Regions from separate parts of the Sus scrofa genome. Here region 1 is linked to region 2. A link is a contact called in public HiChIP or PLAC-seq data. All regions are on one chromosome and are shown on one strand. The core of a region is the stretch at or near the end of the contact, and the rest is flanking DNA. Distances in the headings are between cores, read along the strand shown. Region 1 holds the start of SMIM20 (small integral membrane protein 20). Region 2 holds the start of SEL1L3 (protein sel-1 homolog 3).

Region 1 (4,160 bases), core at 802-3,301, 51 kb after region 2:
GTGTTGAGTAAATGAAGTCACATCCATGGTGGGCTCATTTGAACACCTTCTGTTTTAAAAGACAGGACCCAACTCAAACAGGCTTCAGTGACAAGGGGACTTTATTAGTTCATGTTACTGAAAATCCGGTTTGGGCACAGCTGGATTCAGGGGCTCAAATATAATGTCAGCATCTGATTTCTCCCATCTCCTGGCTCTCCTTCTGCTGTACTCTCTCCATGCTCAGTATCTACATCGTGGTCCCCAGCATCCCTTCAAGAGCTGCATCCCTTCAAGTTCAAATCCAGCCTTCTAGTAGTTAGGATAGATTGTGGTTAGCTCAGTTTGGGTCACATGGCCAGGAGGATGCAGCCCCACTGGACAATCAGGCCTGGGTCCAGTGCCAGACAATCCCGTGATGAGTGGGGGAGCTTGGTCAGGCTTGGTTAAATGCTTAACCCTGAGAGCTGGGAGAGAGTAAAAATAGGGTGCATGGGAACCCCAGTTTTCTTCACAGATTGAGAATGGGAGAGGAGTGGTTTGCCAAAAGATAGTTGGGGTATTATTAATAGAAAAAGAAGTGGATGCTGGGAGGCTAAAATGACAAATGTGCAGTATACCTGAGTTTTTACATCACATGATATAAAGCAGGCATCGCAGCTTCCCTCTTTGCTATAAAGTCTTCTATCCTCACCCTAACAAGCTCCTGTAAGCACCCGAGGAGCAGTTATCTCACCTACAGTCATCTGTCTTCCTCCTCTGAACTTCTGCAGCCCCCAAGACTCCATCACTCATCAGCAACAGGCTGTGTCGGGTCATTAGCTGTCTTTTTATGTATATGTCCTGTCCCTCCATCCACATGACAGGATCCTGGAGAGCAAGGGTCATGTCTTATTCATCTTTGTGTCCCCCGTGGCACTTTGCCTGATGTTTGGGGCACAGCGGACAGTCCATAAATCTGCTGACAGATTGAATACCTGATTTATATGCTTCTGGAACCACAGAGGTACATAGTAGCTTGACTCAACTACAAAACTACAAAGAAAAGAGGAAACCTGTGACCTCCACACCATTTCCGAAAGATCGTAAATCTTTTCTGCACTAAATAATGATGCTGGGGTCAAGATTTGTTCCCCAGCCCCCAGCTGCTGGTATCATTCTTATTTAAAAACGATTGAGTGAAAGCCCAGGGAATCTTAGTCTCAGCTGTCCAGTACCGCTGGGTGGGTCATATACTGACACAGCCCCCCCCCAGAAACATGAAGGATGGCAATCACAGGAAGAGGAAGCAGATCTGTCCTCAGTGGCTTCCACCCCAGGCAACAAGGCAGAGCCCCAAGGTCCCATTAGTAGAACTGGCTGCTGGCTCCCTGCCCTGCACGGATCTCTATTCCCCATCCTCATTCGTAATCCTGACATCCAACAAAGGGAAGAGGGAGAGAGGAGAGCATGGAAGATCAGAGTCAGAAAAGATTTACTTGTAGTTTGGATGTTGCAATAATATTCCTCCCAAGCTAGCCTTGGTTCAGAAGCCCCTGCTGGCCATCCAGGGTCAGGCGATTTGCATTTGTCTCTAATCCCCTCAAACCGCCCTTAAGGCCAAGCAACTTGTTTAAATCATGCAGCCAAGACAGGATTTCCTCATCTGTAAAAGATATGTGGATTAAATCAATGAGCCCTAGAGAGCATCCACCTCTTGGTGGAGTCATGAAAATCAAACCAGTGGTGGAAGAAGGAAGTTTGGTTGGTAAAGGAGGGAGTGGTAACGAGGTCAGAAGAGTGTGGGTGGAGCGGCTGAGAGGTGAACCCGGTTTAGGGCAGGGGGCGGAACTGAGATCAAGAGCAATAAAAGCTCCACTCTCCATTCTCCCAGCTGGCGCTCGCCCTCCGGAGCCAGGCAGCCAGGCGCTGCCAGGCACCGCCCGGAGGCGGTGCGTGGGGTTACACGCCTCGCCCCTTCCTCCCCTAGTCCCACCCCCGCCCCAGCCCCACCCCCTGCCCTAGCCCCACCCAGTCCTAAGCCCCGCCTTCGGTGCCACCCTTGACCCAACCTCTTCCCGCCCCTGTTCCGCCTCCTAGCCCCGCCCACAAGGCCCGGAAGCAAAAGCCGTTTCTCCACTTCCCAGCCGGGTCACGACCCAGCGGGCAGGAGCCAGGATTGCGAGAGCTCGGTGTCCTCAGCGGGTCAGCGAAGGCCCGGTTCAGAGCCATGTCCACGAATCTGCGCACCGCGCTCATTTTTGGTGGCTTCATCACCCTGATCGGCGCCGCCTTCTACCCCATCTACTTCCGGCCCCTAATGCGGCTGGAGGAGTACCGTGAGTGACCTCTGACCACCACGCGGTGCCCTGGTCCCAGTGACTCCCTCTCTTTCCCCATCCTCTCCACGTGGGGCCTTGGGCAGAGCTTGGCTCGCGAGTCAGGGAGACCTGGGTTCGAATCCTTTGTGTGCAGCTTTGTGACCGTGGACAAGTGACTCCACCTCTTGGGCCCTCACTATCTTCATCAGTAGTTATGTGTTTCTGTAGTATCTTAAAATAAAACCGTCTAGCCTCTGCTGAGACTCAAAGGCAGTCTGCACGTCGTAGGTCAACACTAAATACGAGTTAATATTCATAGCTAACATTCACTGCAGGCTTCTATGTCTCGTTAATGCACATAGGATCTTTTAATTTACACCTTTTTTTGAGGTACATGTTGCTGTCTTACAGACGGGGAAACTGAGACTCAGGTTGTGTAACATGCCCAAAGTCACACAGCTGTTAGCGGCAAGACACGTATTCCAACCCAGGCCTCTGTCTCCAGAATTTCTTCCTTGTACTGAAGCTGGGAAGGTGATATTGGGGGAGGGAGGTGGGCCCTAATTGTCCTGAACTTGCAGATGTGTTTATTGCACTTCATTTCCGCTCCCAAAGATGTCTTTGATCAGAAATGTCTCAGAGCTAAACTGTTAACCTGAGGTTTTGGGTTTTTCCTCTTCTTTCTCCTCAAATCTTCCTTCAGATTCTGCTATCTTCCTTCATTTTAAGCTGGTTACTCACATGACAATGGTGAATATCCTGGGAGTAATTTTCTTCCTTAATCATTCCAGTCCTATCATTCTAAAAGCCACACTCCCCTTCCTTGAGACCTATACCTCAGCAAGGATTAGCACTTTGATACATCTGAAACCATCTGTCAGAGAGAAAATATTAGGCATTAGAGGCTCATTTTGTTCTCCAGGAAACCTGAATCATCTAGAAGATGGAAAAGGGCCAACCTTGCCCCTTGAGAATATCAGTGGAGGCTGTGAGCTTGGTGATTTGAAGGCAAAAGTGCTGTATAAATGCTCTGACCATTACAAATGCTACAACATCTGGTTTCTGAGGCAGAGCGGTTTAAGTACACACTCAAATTTCTTGTAGCTTCTTTTCATCAGTCAAGATTGAAATGGCCTCTGCACCCTGCCTTCCAGCCTATCTATCTACGTGACCACGCGTGACCACGCGTGACCACGCGTGACCACGCGTGACCACGCGTGGGGGTAAACATGGGACCTTGGAAGCCCTGCGTTATCTCTCTGTTTTATCCCTTCTTACTTGGTCCTTGCCCCGGGCTATTGTATTATAGCCCCTAGAGTTGAAGCTGGGACAAGGGAATCTACTTTGGATCCTACTTGAAAAGTTTCAGTTCTGAAGACTAGAGCCGTACCTCTCAACTGGGGATGATTTTTGTCCCCCAGGGGACATTTAGTTCTATCGGGAGACGTTTTTGCTGGTCACAAAATGGGTGGGGTGGGTGGAGTAAGTGTGCTCCTGGCATCTAGTGTATAGAGGCCAGGGTGCTGCTAAACTCTCTGTAATGCACAGGGCAGCCCCCACCCCTTAACAAAGAATTACCCAGCCCAAGATGCGAGTGGTGCCAGTGGTGCTGGGTTGAGAAACCCTTGCTCTAGGGCAGATGATCAAGGTGGGTTTGTGCTGTGTCTCCCAATGACAGTCTTAAAGGAATAGTCCAGGGAGTTCCCATTGTGGCTCAGCTGTTTAAGAACCTAATATCCATGAGAATGAGGGTTTGATCCCTAGCCTTGCTCAGTGGATTAAGGATCCAGCATTGCCACAAGATACAGCATAGGTCGCAGGTGCAGCTCAGATCTGGCACTTGCTGTGGCTGTGCTGTAGGCTGGCAGCTGCAGCTCCAGT
Region 2 (4,401 bases), core at 346-2,845:
ATAAAAATATGAACTAAATCCAACCACAAAACCTGGTACTAGCTTATTTCACCATATGAGGAAAAGCATGGATTGCTCAACAGGTAGATGCAACAGCAGAATTACATCCTCTGCATTTTTACATCCTCTCGCGTCAAGAAATGAAACATCCAAGAAGTAAAGCGTGTCAAGAGAAACTTGGCAAATCTCTATGGAATCAAATTCTAATTCCTGCCAGTGTCTCCTAAGCAGTTTTCAGCCTCCAAGAAGAAAGTCTTGAAATAATGGCAATGCCATAGAAATGAAAAGAATCCTGGACAATGACACTGCTCAATTTTTCTTTTTTAAGCATTCTGTGAATTTCCTATTACATCAGTTTCATGATTCAGCATTTTCCATTTCATTTATTTACAGTAATATATGGCGAGATAACCCAAAGGTTCTGCAGGATCCTGGAACATAAGGTAGGCTGGACGGAAAGGGTGTCACCTTCTGTAAATTTACTATTGTTCAGGAGAATTCAAAGCAGAAGAAAGCAAACCATCAAAGGAATTGAGGACTATTCTCCCACCTTGTTGGGCGGGGGTCTACATTGCTCTGGTATTTTAAATGAGTTGGTTTTGAAAACTAGGTTACTGCCATTTAGTTGATGACTAAAAGAGAAGCCAAGAAGTGTGCAAATTGTAAACTGGCATGCAGGAGCCAAACGTGTTCTCTGAAATGACAATGTTCGAGACGCAGCTGAAGTCCCCGCTCCGGCGGTAAGCGTGTTACAAAGAACTACATTTCTTACTGGCATCTGCAACTTGGCTAGAGTGACCATGGAGGAGTTGAAAAGCGCTGGAAATACGAGGTTCATCGCCGGGTGCGTTGGCAGAAAACGGTCCGGGCCGTGAGGACCGGATGGAAACTAAAAGGAGGGTCGAGGCGTTCGCCCACAGAAAGAGGCGAAGTTGGGCACGGGGAGGAAAGGAGCCGCGAGAAGACTGAGGGAAGCCCAGGACCCGCGGGGAGAAGAGGAAACGCGGGGTGGCGGGGTGGCGAGGTGCCCAGGTGGAGTGGGGGACAGGACCGGGTCTCTACGGGAACCTGACCCGGATCTGGAGCGGGTCTCAGAGGGAGAGGAAAGGACCCCGGCGAGAGCGCAGCGCTGCAGGTCCGGTCCACGCACCCCTCTCCGCGCCCTGGGTACCCATCCCAGGTGCCGGGAGCGCCCCGGGTGCAGCGGCGAGGAAGAGCGAAAACTAGCCGCGCGGTACCCGCCCGTGAGGCGGAGGTCCCTGGCCGCCACCACCCGCGTCCCCGGAGCCCCGCGCGCAGGGGAGGACCCGGGCAGGGTCCGGCGCTCACCAGGTAGCAGAGCAGGAGCAGCGTGCAGGCAGGGCGGCCGCCGAGGCCCGGGGGAACGCCGCCGCTCGGGGGGGCCATGGCTGCGGCCCGGGGGCCGACCGCGGGCGGCGGGGGTTGTTGCTGCTGCCGCCGTGGCCACCCGAGCCCCGCGCCGCACCGCTGCATGGCGAGGCCGCCCGGATCCGGGCCGGAACAGGTCACCTGGTGCAGGGACCGGCCCCCGCCCGAGGCGCCACCTTCCCGCCCGCCCCGGCCGGGCCGGCCGCCGCGCGCGGGGCCACCTGCCGCCGCCGCCGCCGGACCCGCCGCCGCCTCCACGGCCGCTCCCGCCGTCGCCGCCCCCGCAGCCCCAGCCGAGCGCCGGCTCCTCCCCGCCTCCCAGTCCCCGTCCCCTCCCTCCTCTCAGCTCCCTGCCCAGCCCGCCTCTCCGCGGCTCCCTCCGGCCCCCAGGCTTCCACCCCGGGGGTGGCCGGCGCCCACGCAGGTGGGGACCGACCCGGGTCCCGCCCCCCCGGCCGTGCCCCCCGCCCCCTGCCCGTGCCCCCGCCCCCGGCTCTCGGGCAGCCCCCTTTTCTCTTTCTTCCCTTTCCTCCCCTTCCTCCCCCGCCCCCCTTCCGCGCTCTTCCTCTCCGCGATCCCTCTCGCCTCCCCCCGTTTCCCTTTTTCCTCGCTCCCCAATTCTCTCACTCTCACCTCTCTCTTCCTACCGCCCTATTTTTTTCACTTTCCCCCTTCTCTCCCAGCCCGTTTCCTCTCTCCCCTCCTTCCCCGTCCCCTTCCAGTCCGCTCTGGCGCACCCTCTCTCTCCCACCCACTCCTTTGGCGGGTCGCGCAGCCCAGTTCCCGCCCGTGCAATGGGTTTTGGCTAGGGTGCTTTTTTGGCGAGGGCGCCATTCCCACCGGGCGCAGGGCGAGTGTGCCCCCTGGAGTTGCGCCACGCAGCGGCCCAGATGCCAGTCCTTACGGAGGGATTTTGACCCCTGCCAACCTCCACCTGTCCACCTGCAGGGGTGGGGCCGCCTCCCAGCACGCACATTTTTTAGCCCGGGTTGCGCCCCACCCTGCCGGCTGGTTCGCCGCACGTTCTGGATGCTTCCCGAGGGTTTTGTGCCGGGGCCCGCGCAGCCGCTGCCGAGCTCTTTGTTTTAATTGTCCAGAGTATCGGCGCCCAAAGCGGGATTGTATCTGATTTGCATCCCTGTGCCCTGGCTTCCACTTTGGACTGAAAAGAAAATGAATTAATTACGCCAATGTAATTGTGCTCAAGCCCCAAGTGAAAGGGGTGAGGCTCTTGAAGTGCATAAACAGCTTTTTATTAAAAAAAAAAAAAAAAAAAAAAGTCAGACACATCTTGGGCCTTAGGAACGAAGGTTGGGACTACCTGCTCCCGACCAGCGTTCTGCCGCCAGACCAACCGAGGAGCCGGCTGGATTCCCCAGCGGGGTGGCCCTGGCGCTCTGGGAAGCTTGTGGCTGTGTCTAGTGGCTCAGACAATTGCTTGGGTCCGCGGCTGCACTGAAACAGTTAACCCACCTTCCAAAGTTCTCAAAAGCTTCCCTTTGGCACTGGTGGATTTGTGCGGATTGGAACTAATAATAGATTGGGAGTCGGAGAGGACACAGTCTTTTCCCAGTGTCAGTGCCACCATAGCAGATCAAGTCCCCGCGGCAGGTGTGGGGAGAGGCTGGTGGTGAAGAAAGGGTGCCCAGGGCGGGATTAGGCCAGCTTTGGCATGCCCTGTGCCTGGATATGCTCTCCGCCTTCTCAGCACAGCCCTGGCCACAATCAGCAAGTCAGCTGAGTCATCCTTTACCTTTTTAGGTCACCTAAGGGCGGAGGCCCTGGGTCAGGCTCTTGGTTCCGTGTCACTCACTGCAAAGTAATGACTTCTGTCACTGGCTCTCGAACTTCAGCCTGCATCTCCATCACCAGGAGGGCTTGTAAACACACATGGCTGGGCAACCCAACTAGAATTCCAGGTTCAGTAGGTCTTAGGTGGGGCTTGAGAGGCTGCCTTGCCAACAAACTGGGAGATGCTGCTGCTGCCAGCCCACAGACCCCATTTCTAGAAACTTTCCTTATATAGGAAAGGGGCACTCTGCTCCTTTCTCATCCAGAATGCACCACATTAAAGCAGTGGCCCGTGTCTTGGTTTGGTGACACCTTGTCCCATTTCCACCAACCCAAAGCACTCAGCATTCTCCCATGTGGTGTAGCAACCATTTATTCTGTTGAGTGTTCAAGGGGATAAAAGATTTGATGGCTTTGTCCTAGAACATGTCCATATGTTTTTTCCTGCCAGTATAGTAGCCCATACTTTTTAATGAATGTGGAAGGAAAACTGTTCCAGTTCCAGAGAACGGGGCATCACCCTCGTTCTGGGGTTTGCAGTCACCCCAGGCCTTCCTCTGGATTTCCTCTCCTCCTTCATTGCTTGTGGTTGGGTTGTCTTTAGGGAACAGGATGCTTCCCTCAGGTTGTTTGTAATCAGGCTTCCAGGAATCAGAGTTTTCAAGCTCATGAGCTTTAATTTGTTGTTTGTTTGTTTGTTCGTCTTTTGACCTTTTAGGCCCACGCCCGCAGCATATAGAAGTTCCCAGGTGACGGGTCAAGTCGGAGCTACAGACGCTGGTCTACACCACAGCCACAGCAACGCAGGATCTGAGCCTTGTCTGTGACCTACACCACAGCTCACGGCAACGCCAGCTCCTTAACCCAATGAGCAAGGCCAGGGATCAAACCCAAGGCCCCATGGATCCTAGTCGGGTTCGTTAACCACTGAGCCCCGATGGGAACTCCCAAGCTTTAAGACTTTGAATTTACTTAACATAGTCAATGCAGGGGCACCCCCTAACCCCCACCCACCTCCACCCTCCACCCTCCACCCCAGGAGCCTGGGCTATTTAGAACCTGCAGTAGCCAGTGTCTTACTTACTCAGCTTCTGCTGCGCTCCTACTGTGCATGCGCCACCCCCCCCCCCCCCGCAGGCCCCGGGACTCCAGAGGAGCAGCAGACATGAAGAACACGGATCAAAACGCAATTTGATCCTCTAAAAGTGACTTTCAGGTAGC

Evidence for each region. HiChIP or PLAC-seq counts read pairs in DNA pulled down with a chosen protein or histone mark.
Region 1: an H3K27ac HiChIP or PLAC-seq map of alveolar macrophages shows a contact between it and region 2. The contact joins the promoter of SMIM20 here to the promoter of SEL1L3 in region 2. A contact is called at or near these places in 5 of 47 Hi-C or Micro-C datasets (epiblast stem cells, liver, retroperitoneal adipose tissue and 1 more) and 2 of 2 datasets of contacts at active chromatin or transcription factors (alveolar macrophages and skeletal muscle).

Annotation. Positions count from the first base shown.
Region 1 is chr8:19,698,971-19,703,130 of Sscrofa11.1, forward strand. SMIM20 (small integral membrane protein 20) reads left to right here and starts at 2,052. Exons shown (of 3, transcript XM_003356880.4): 1 at 2,052-2,297. The coding sequence starts at 2,189.
Region 2 is chr8:19,648,189-19,652,589 of Sscrofa11.1, forward strand. SEL1L3 (protein sel-1 homolog 3) reads right to left here and starts at 1,596. Exons shown (of 30, transcript XM_021101079.1): 1 at 1,330-1,596. The coding sequence starts at 1,494.